Regions from separate parts of the Mus musculus genome. Here region 2 is linked to region 1. A link is a contact called in public HiChIP or PLAC-seq data. All regions are on one chromosome and are shown on one strand. Each heading gives the region's core, a stretch centred on a gene start, on an enhancer-like site or on the middle of the called end of the contact. The rest is flanking DNA. Distances are from core to core; before and after follow the strand shown. Region 1 overlaps Crtac1 (cartilage acidic protein 1). Region 2 overlaps Hpse2 (heparanase 2).

What was found. HiChIP or PLAC-seq counts read pairs in DNA pulled down with a chosen protein or histone mark.
Region 2: a contact with region 1 is called in an H3K27ac HiChIP or PLAC-seq map of differentiating embryonic stem cells, with 14 times the contacts expected there. The contact joins two enhancer-like sites. A contact is called at or near these places in 4 of 39 promoter capture datasets (the C10 cell line, cranial neural crest, embryonic stem cells and 1 more), 1 of 15 datasets of contacts at CTCF or cohesin (embryonic stem cells), 5 of 484 Hi-C or Micro-C datasets (the BV-2 cell line, cortical neurons, cranial neural crest and 1 more), 2 of 115 datasets of contacts at active chromatin or transcription factors (differentiating embryonic stem cells and forebrain) and 1 of 9 other capture datasets (embryonic stem cells).

What each region holds. Positions count from the first base shown.
Region 1 is chr19:42,314,450-42,319,018 of GRCm38.p6, forward strand. Crtac1 (cartilage acidic protein 1) reads right to left here. Exons shown (of 15, transcript NM_145123.5): 5 at 4,156-4,312. It overlaps Gm34347 (a long non-coding RNA gene), which reads left to right. Exons shown (of 3, transcript XR_386718.4): 3 at 1-177. Among named protein-coding and RNA genes, the nearest start is that of Mir3085, 37 kb to the left of the region's middle. Within about 2 kb of position 2,257, at least 64 of the 459 cell types and tissues checked have an H3K27ac peak or open chromatin away from gene starts, as enhancers often do. A contact at or near this core is called in differentiating embryonic stem cells, where this site is marked.
Region 2 is chr19:42,792,944-42,797,134 of GRCm38.p6, forward strand. All of the region lies in intron 11 of Hpse2 (heparanase 2), which reads right to left. Among named protein-coding and RNA genes, the nearest start is that of Hps1, 15 kb to the left of the region's middle. Within about 2 kb of position 2,493, at least 57 of the 459 cell types and tissues checked have an H3K27ac peak or open chromatin away from gene starts, as enhancers often do. A contact at or near this core is called in differentiating embryonic stem cells, where this site is marked.

The DNA.
Region 1 (4,569 bases), core at 1,007-3,506:
TATGAAATGGCTAGAATGGGCTAATTAGCATATGCATGATCTCACATATTTATTATTTAAATTTCTCGAACACTTAGAATCTATCTTCTTGGCATGGCGCAAGAATATAATAGATTGTTATTAACTGCGGTCACTGTAGTGTACAATAGAACTCCTGAACGCACTTGTCCAGTGTAATGAAAGTGTTGTTTATTTTGTCAAATACGTCTTCGGTACCCTCCCGTTCCCTCTATTTTCCAGGTGAAGAAACTGAGGCTTACACGGCAGCAATCACAATTGGCAGGTGATAGGGTCTCAGCTCAAACGTTCACGCTGTTCCCACTGCTTGCCTCTCTAACACATCGACTCGGGTCTCCTCTCAACAGGGAGGGGACCGTACTGGCACCTTGTGATAGAGCCACTAGTGTCCTTTCTTTACAGTCTCTTGAGATCACTGGGGGAAATGTGTGTGAAAAGTAAAGTGTGAGTCTATCTAACATCTATGCACTTCAGAACCAGGACAGAACCCTGTGACAATCGTACACTGCACCCGACACTCCCTGGAAATGGCTCCTGTGTATCCTGGACTTTGGGAACCCCTCTGGGGACCCTCCTGGGGTTTCTGGACCTGGCTGAGGTACCTGTCTCTCTAGCCTTGTCTGGTCCTGGCTGCTAGTGCTGGCTGAGCTACAGCTATCTAGATGGCTGACACCCACCTGGAAACCTGAGAGGCTCCTCAGCCCCCACCCGGCAGACACCAGTCATTGCTGCTGATGGGGATCTGCCAGAAGGGCTCAGCTGGGCTTTGGGCCTCTCCGTCTCCTCCAATAATGACTTCCTATAAATCAGATCTGCCCTCCGCTTTGTTCCACACTGCTCCCAGCCAACAGCAGAACTCTCCACCCAACATCATAAATCCACCTCCATTTTCTTTCCAAATTTCCTTAAAGGCTTCTTTAATCACCACCTTGCAGCCTGGGCAGATGCTCCCTCAAAGGGGGTGTGGCCTGAGTGCAGAGGTCCTGGGAAAAGGGTAGGGCCTGGGAGAAGGAGGCCATGTGCAGAGGGAAGAAGGATGACGGTGACAGAAAGCTGCACTCCATTTGGGGAGGGGATAAAGATGCCCGCCTGCATAGTGCCTAGACGGGAAGACACAGACTTCATGCCTCCATGACAGATGGGCTGGCTCTCTCAGCTCCATCCTTGAGCTAGCTCAAGGCCCCAGGAGATGCCCAGCAGAGAAGCCTGGTGCCACTGTGTCAGAGCCATAGGCCCAGGCTATGGACTAGGCATCCCCATGTTATTTCCTTCTCCAAAACACTGTGAAGGTAGAATTTGTGTGGGGAGAGGTCATTGTCTTCTATGGCTGTCCAGGCCGGCGTAAGCCTGCTCCCTTTAGCCACTCTGCTAGTTGGCTGGGTCAAGGTGCCTGGTGAGATACCACAGGACTGCTGCTCTCTCCTATGCCAAACCCTCTGTGGGACGGACACCACTTCTCAGGGTTCCCACACATCTCAGCTCCCAGCCTTTCCTGGCTCCAAGTGGTCTCTGATAGTTGAAGAGACCTTGGAGTGGTTAGGGAGCCACAGCAAGGGACAGCAGGCTCTCTACTGCCACTGTGGGTACTAGCAGCTCAGGTTCAGACACCCTCCAGGGGCTCAGTCCCCTGAGAGCAGGCATTTCAGCCACTAGATGGCACTGTGACCCAGCAGAGTGGTAGTGGATGCCAGAATCAATAGTGTCTGGAGAGATCTCCCTTCCCCCCTCCTGCACAACTAACAACTTGTGTGTGGTTTGCGTGCCATTGCTCTCCAGCCCCCCACCACTGCAGCCTGCTGTCCTGAGCACCCCAGGCCAGACAGCTGCTTTGGCCTGACAACCTGCATACACAGTTCAGGGCCTGTCTGCCAATTCATACCCAGAGGGTAAGGGGCCTTCCCTTTACCAGCTGGGAGCAGCTTGCTCTAGTTGGAGGTCATCAGAAAGGTCAGCTGGTTATGGCTGGTTTAAGCATCAGGACATAAGGCCCCAAGTGCTGGCTTTCTCCAAGTCTCCTAAGTGACCTTGTACAAGTCCTTTCTGCTCTTTGGACCTAGTCTGATCCCTTGGCAAATGGGAGGTCCTCCCACCCAGTCCTGGTGGCTGCCCTCAAAAAAAAAATGGGAGCTCTGTGGCTTGGCTGCAGAAGCCTCAGTTCCCTGAAGCACATCTGGCCACTGCTTGCTTCTCCCTCCCAGCCTGCTTAGGCCTTGCTTGTCCCTCCTGGCTTCCCAGACCCCTTCCTTGCACTATTCTGGCAATGAGCGCTGGCCACCTGCCCAGAGTCTTGGCCATTGGGCTGGGCTCAGCATAGTGGCCCTTACATTTGGGGTTCATTCCTAGGGCTCAAGGGAGCACTCTGGGGTCATTTCCCAGCCAGATGTCCATGTGTCATTAACCGAGTGACAAGTGGGGGTTGCAGGATAATGTTGGGGGGCTGGGGAAGGCAGGCAGACAGAACAGTAACTTGGTAGGCCAAATTGGTTCTTGCCAGCCAAATAGCTTCTGGAAGTCTGCAGAACTGCTCTTATGTGTCCTCTGGGTATGCCAGCTGCCCCGGCCTCCTCCATCCCTCCACAGAAGCTGCTGCCCCCGCCTTGGGTTGCCCTATCCTTCCAGCACGGCCAGCACAGTTGGCTGGGGCTCCCATCGCATCTCTGCTCCTCAGCTGTCTTTGCTTGCGCCCCTCCTATCCCTCCTGGGTTCTGTGCCAGCCCAGCCAGCGTGAACAATGCCCCCTTCATGCTCCAGCCTCCTGAATTCTTCCATTCTGCGTGTAATGCACTCTCCCCGTCCTTGCCTCCCTTCCATCTCATCATTTTCAAGTGTTTCATCCCCCAGCCCATACCCCTCCCTCTCCTGCAAGATCAAGGCACTTAATTGCCAAGCCAGCCCAGTACACAGAACTGGGAGCTTACTCAGAAAAATTGACTGTACCAATCTGGGCTGAAGCGCCTCATGTTTATTCTTCTTCCCAGGGAAACATGGTTTATGACTGACACTCAGCCTCTCCGCCGCACGTTTATGCCCAGGGCTCTCAGGCACATTGATGGGGCTTGAGCCATGCAAACTATTTTATTGTCTAGTCATTTGTCCCCAAAAACTTTGTCAGATAGGCCAGCATCAATCTCTGTCTCTCATGGAGGTGGCAAGTCGGCTGGGTAAGGGCACCGCTCACTCCTGCAACCTTTCCAGCATGCAACTTGGAGATTTGCTACTACCAGCCCAGTGTCTGGAGGAAGGGAGGGGCCCACTTCATCTCCCCTGCCACTTTCCAGCTCCACAAGCCTTGAGTGTAGGCTGGCCGACGCTGTGGTCGTGTCCGTGGTATAACTTGGAGCAGATGTACGGGGAAGGCTAGCTAACGGGAGGATTTCTACATCCCAACTGCAAGGCGGGTGTGAACGAGACCAAGTTGTTATGCACAGGCCTGGCTTCCTGATTTTTGGCACTCACAACAGGAACTGGATGGCTCTGCCATCAACAGCCTATTGGCAGATTATCAGAGTTTAGTCAGCAGCCCTGCTGGAATTAGAAAAACAGCCTTCCCTAGAAAGAGCTCCTGTCAGAGGCTCTCTCTGACAATAGGTCCCCCATCCAGAAAGTTGAGGGGGGAGCGCACCTTCCATAAAAAGTGCGGGAGAGGGTTTGGAACAAGAACACAATTCTTTGAGCTCAGTTATCCGAGACGGGACCCAGCCGGAGCTTAGGGACTTAGCGCTCAATTCCTGGCCGCTTATGTGTAAGTAAATAATTTCATCTGCTGTTGGGCAATAAAGAAAGCTTTAAATCTCAGCTCCTGTGATCTGTCAGATTTCACCAATGCAATCTGCTCACTCATCACTGGGGTTACAGCAGGGGAGGGGGCACGGGGTTCCTGGGACAGGATACATGGTGTTCTTTCCCTTTCACTTCATGCCTGCTGTACGGTATCCCCACCCCGCCAAGCTCACACCTGCCAGGGATCTCACCTCCCCTTTGGAGAGGCAGCATACATGGTGGGAAGGGAAAATGCCTTCCTCCCTGCTCAGGGATTATAAACCTTCTCTGTCCTCCTGGTTGCTGATGACTTAGACACAGCTCTCTGCAGGGCCCTGGACCCCCAGCCCCAGCCCCTCTACTAATAACTCTGCTTACCTGTGTACTTGCTGACCCCAGCCTCAGCCGCCACGTCCCTGAGTGCCAGGATCCCCCGGGACAGGTCACTGGCCTCAGGGTCCATTTCGATGAGGGCATCAGGCCCCACATCACCATAGGCATAGTTGGCTATGTAGATAGAGTATCTTCCAGAGCCCTGAGGAAGAAGAAAAGGAGGAGGGTGAGAAGCCCTGGCCATGCTAGCCCTGGCTTCCCCAGGATTTGTCCCCACCCCAGGGATCATAGCTTCATCAGTGGGTTGAAGCCTGTGCTGCTACAACCCTGACAGGTGCTCATCACAAAAGCTGCGTGCAAATGACGACCCCCCCCTCCGCCCCTTCTCGAGCCAGACAACAAAGCAGCCTCTCTTGTTCTATCCTGTTCCAGAAGAACACATCTCTCCCTCTCCCCCAC
Region 2 (4,191 bases), core at 1,243-3,742, 480 kb after region 1:
ACCGTCCTTCAGCTGTATACAGAGAGGAATCGGCACGTTTGCAATCCAATCAGTGCTGAAAGAAAGGGTCATGGATTGTGAAACACTTTGGTGTGAAAGGCAGGATTCTTGGATTTGCTTTGCCTGGGCTCATTCAATCCAGGCATGCAGCAGCCTTGTGTTCCACATGAACAAAGTCTAGAGGGCCTAAAACTTATCTGAGTCACAGAGCCAGGAAGAGGCAGGCCTGGTACGTGCAGGGATTCCCTTCGTGACAGGGCTAAAGCCCCCGTGCAATATGAAAACTTTGTTATTTTTGTAACAGCACACTGAGACCTGGTCAGAGAGGTTAAGTGGCATCGGCAGGGTCACAGAACTAATAAGCAGGTAAGCCAGGGCTGTCGCTGACTGCCTCCTCCTATTTCATGTTGTCTGCCTGAGTTTCGGGTGGTGCTCGCCAGATCTCATTTCTTTCTTTGCCGTTCTTATCATCCTGTCTTTATCACCATCTTCCTCCATGGGTCATGACTTTTCAACAGAACACTAAGTGGCCCAGCCAAAGCTGAGCTATCTCTCTTAGATTCCCAGTTTCCGTGAATTGCCGAGGGTATCTAAACTATCCAAATATTGGGACAACTGTGTTTTATTGCCTTTTGTTTTTACAGAGTTTGAGTTACTTTCCAATTTCTAAACCTGTTTTCTCAGTTTTATGTGTTAATTGAAATGGGATTCTATGTGTCAATTCAGAGTCAAGCCCTCTGACCCTCCAGTTCTTCGTGGGAGCATCGTGGCCCGGCCACTCCACCCCCATTGCTTGCCTGCAATGTCTGCTCCTCACGTCTTATGGTTCTCAGTAGTCATGAGCGTCTAAGTAGGGGTCTGACTCTTCTTAGGTCCCAGGATAGAACGTCTAACGACCGTATCCTTTTGCAACCTTGTCTCTCTCTGTGTCTGCGCATGCTTTTATGGGGTTGTTTTTAACAGAAGCACACTCCGGAGCTGGTGTCTGGTTTTGACTGGCATTTTGGGGGGCCTTGAAGGGAAGATGAAAAAGACCTCAGATCTACCTTAGACACTGAGTTTAGGTTTCTCCAGAGGATGGAGTAACAGATAGATCGGATGAACCTGAGGTCTCCTTTGTCCTGTTTGTCAGCCAGGCTGCCCAGACCTAACAGCTAGCCTAAGGCAAAGTTCACTATTTAATTTAGAATGATCCTGAACAAACAGAAATCTGAGCGTGCCATTCACCTGTCTAAACGTTCACTGGCTTCTAGAACATCATCTGCATTCCCCGAAGCCCGCCCTTTTATCAACACCTCCAGCTCCTTAGAGGCTCATTCTAACTTCCGCCCTTTCTAGTCCCTGTCTACCACTTCCTTCGCCCTGTGCTGCAACTTCTCTGGTTAGTTTTTCTAATCTCAGGGCTCTTCTGTCTTTGCTGTTTCCATTGTCTGGAACTTCCTCCACATGCTGCTGTGTCTTCTTTAAAGACTGATTTTCAATTTTTGCGTGCATGGAGGGGGTGATATTTACACACTAATGCAGCCCCTATGGAGGCCAGAAGAGGGCATTGGAGTCCCCGGAGCCAGGGCTACAGGAGATTGGAAACTACTCAGCGTGCGTGCTGGGAATCAAACTGGGTCCTCTGCAAGAACAGAACCTGTTCTTAACTGCTGAATTCTCTCTCCAGCCCCTGACTCTTTTCTTGATGGTCTTGCTTGTTCTTTATATCATGTACAAGTGCCCCTCGAAAGTGTCCCATAATTCCTTGCACTTCTTGGGCCTGGACTTGGATTGTAAAATTCTGTCTGCTTGTCCTCACCCCTGATAGGAGGGCTGATGACCATCACGTTCTTTATTCTCTTATCTATCCACATCTGATACAGCTTATATTACAAGAAACATTAAAGTCAGAACTACAATTGAGAAGGGGGGACAACAGACCGCAAGTCCAGAAGCTGAATTCTGTCTAGATTTCAGACATTAAACGTGTCGGTCTAGATAGGTTTCCGGTCACTTCCCGTAGGCTTCTAGATTGTAAATAATGCGACTGACAGCAAGAGAGGAGTAGGGTCAGGAGACAGAACAAATAAGAATTTTATGTGTTAATGTGCACAGTTGCTCTCTCCTAGCCCGACGCTAATTTTCGGCCACTAGGGGGCACTCTTGTTCTATACAACAGCGAGGGGAGCGTCAGACTGCAGGGTTGCTCCCAGGAAGCCGAACTAGTCCTCTAGTCCCTGCTGTCCTCACCCCATCTCCCCAAGGCCGGGAGGTGTACCTAGCGCTTAGTGTGTCAAAGAAACAAATCTTAGTATCAATCAAACCCAAACCCAAACTGCACTGTGGCCCCCTTGGCAGGGGCTCCGTCTGGAGTGGGGCCCAATTTTAAGGAAGAGCGCGAAGCAGGGATGCAGTTCCTGGGCGGTGAGAGCTTCCCAGCCGGATTGCCTAGGGGGATCCCGCCGCAGGTGCGGAGTCGCTGGCCCCGGCGCCAGGCTCTCCCGGGTTCTGGGTCCCCCGCCGCCCCCGGCCGCACCTGTTAGTGCAGCTTCCTGAGCTGGGCTGGGAAACTGGTGTGTGCAGCTGCCCTGCCCTCCTCCAGGTCAGGCCCAGGTTAGAGTCGGAGGGGCCCAGCCAGGTTTCAGGACCGTGGGTTTGCGTCCCTTCTGCTCTAGGAGAGGCAGAGGAAAGGAAATTCCTTTCACATGGCCCTGAGTAATGCCGATGCATCGGTGATGGTGGCCAAGGCTTCATGAGTTTTCTTATGATTCTTTTGATTCAGGCAAGGCTCTGGATCCCCTCGGAGCGCTCCTATTTCTCAATGATCTTTTTTTCAATTGCGACCTAACGCTTCCTTCCCTAGGCTCCCTTCCTTTCTTCATCCTCAGTAGTTCGTACTTAGCTGTCTGGCTTTTTCCTCCCACAGCAGTTCAGGAACGGGACTGGCTGGGCTGCTACAGAGAGGAGACCAGAAGAGACAGGAAAGACTGGGAAGAAAACGTCCCGTCCCGTTCCCCTCAATCCTCTGGGGTGAAGCTTTACTGCTTGAAGCTCATCCAACTCTGCATCCTGCCCATGAAGGGCACACCGAGGGTCTGAACGGCTTTGATCTAGCTTTTCCAAATGCCTACTAGCACTGTTTCACGTGGCACAGGGGAAGCTCACAGGTTCAGTGCCAGGGATATAGATGGACTTTTTCTGTATGTAGCAGATTGGGGGGGGCATGATTTGAATGGTGTCCCATCTAAATCTGCACAACCGGATTCCACCATGTGCATCCAATGCCTTAAAATAACTTAGCACACATGGCAGACAAGATGAGCACCCAGCTAAGGAACCTAGATTTTTACTGATATTGCTGACTTCCACCTGGTGAGAGACTCATCTGGGGGGCAGTTTTAAAAGAAAATTTAATCCTGCAACCATCTCAAAGCTCCATGTCATAGGCATATCACACTCAAACCACAGGACACAATTGAAACCAGAAACAGAAACTACAGCGCCATGACTCCACAGCTAACTGTGTCTTATTCTCATTGTAAAGAGCAGTTGCCACAGTCACCAAGTGGTAATTAAGGGGAATTACTCATATCTGCATGGTTCGCTGTGATGTAAAGTTAATTACAACAGACTTAGGCTTTGCCCACCAAGCCAAAAAAGTCACTAGAGCATGCAAATGTGTGGCCAAACACACTGTAATAAACACATTATATAGAAAAACACAAATCGAAGGAAAATCAAATTTAGCCCGGATTTCAACAGTTTCTGTGGTCTAGTGCTAGTGTATCTTTGTGGCCTTTCTCCTCACCCCACAGGCGTCCCATATTCTAGTCCTTTGTGAGATTTGCCACCTCCAGGGCAAAATGAGCCTTGAACTTGTGTACTTCCAAACCTCTGTAAGCTTATCTTGCAGCCTCAAATGGCCTCCCATACTACAAGCCTTTCCTCGAAGCATGGCTTTCTGGGTAAACATAGTGGCTTTAGACTTTTCCAGATCCCAAGCCAGAGCTCTCTCCTTTCCTCCGGCTTCCAGGCTCCTGTGTTGTTCTTAGAGTCCTTTCTGTCTCAGAGGTAATGCATCCGTTGTGGAGACCGAGGCATCTTTCCCCAGCCCTACTTGTGTGAAGCAGGTAGAGGCAGTGTGGGGCAAGAAAATTCCCTGTATGGCAGAGTGCAAGTAGTGTGGAGAGTTTTTCCAAATATAAGTAT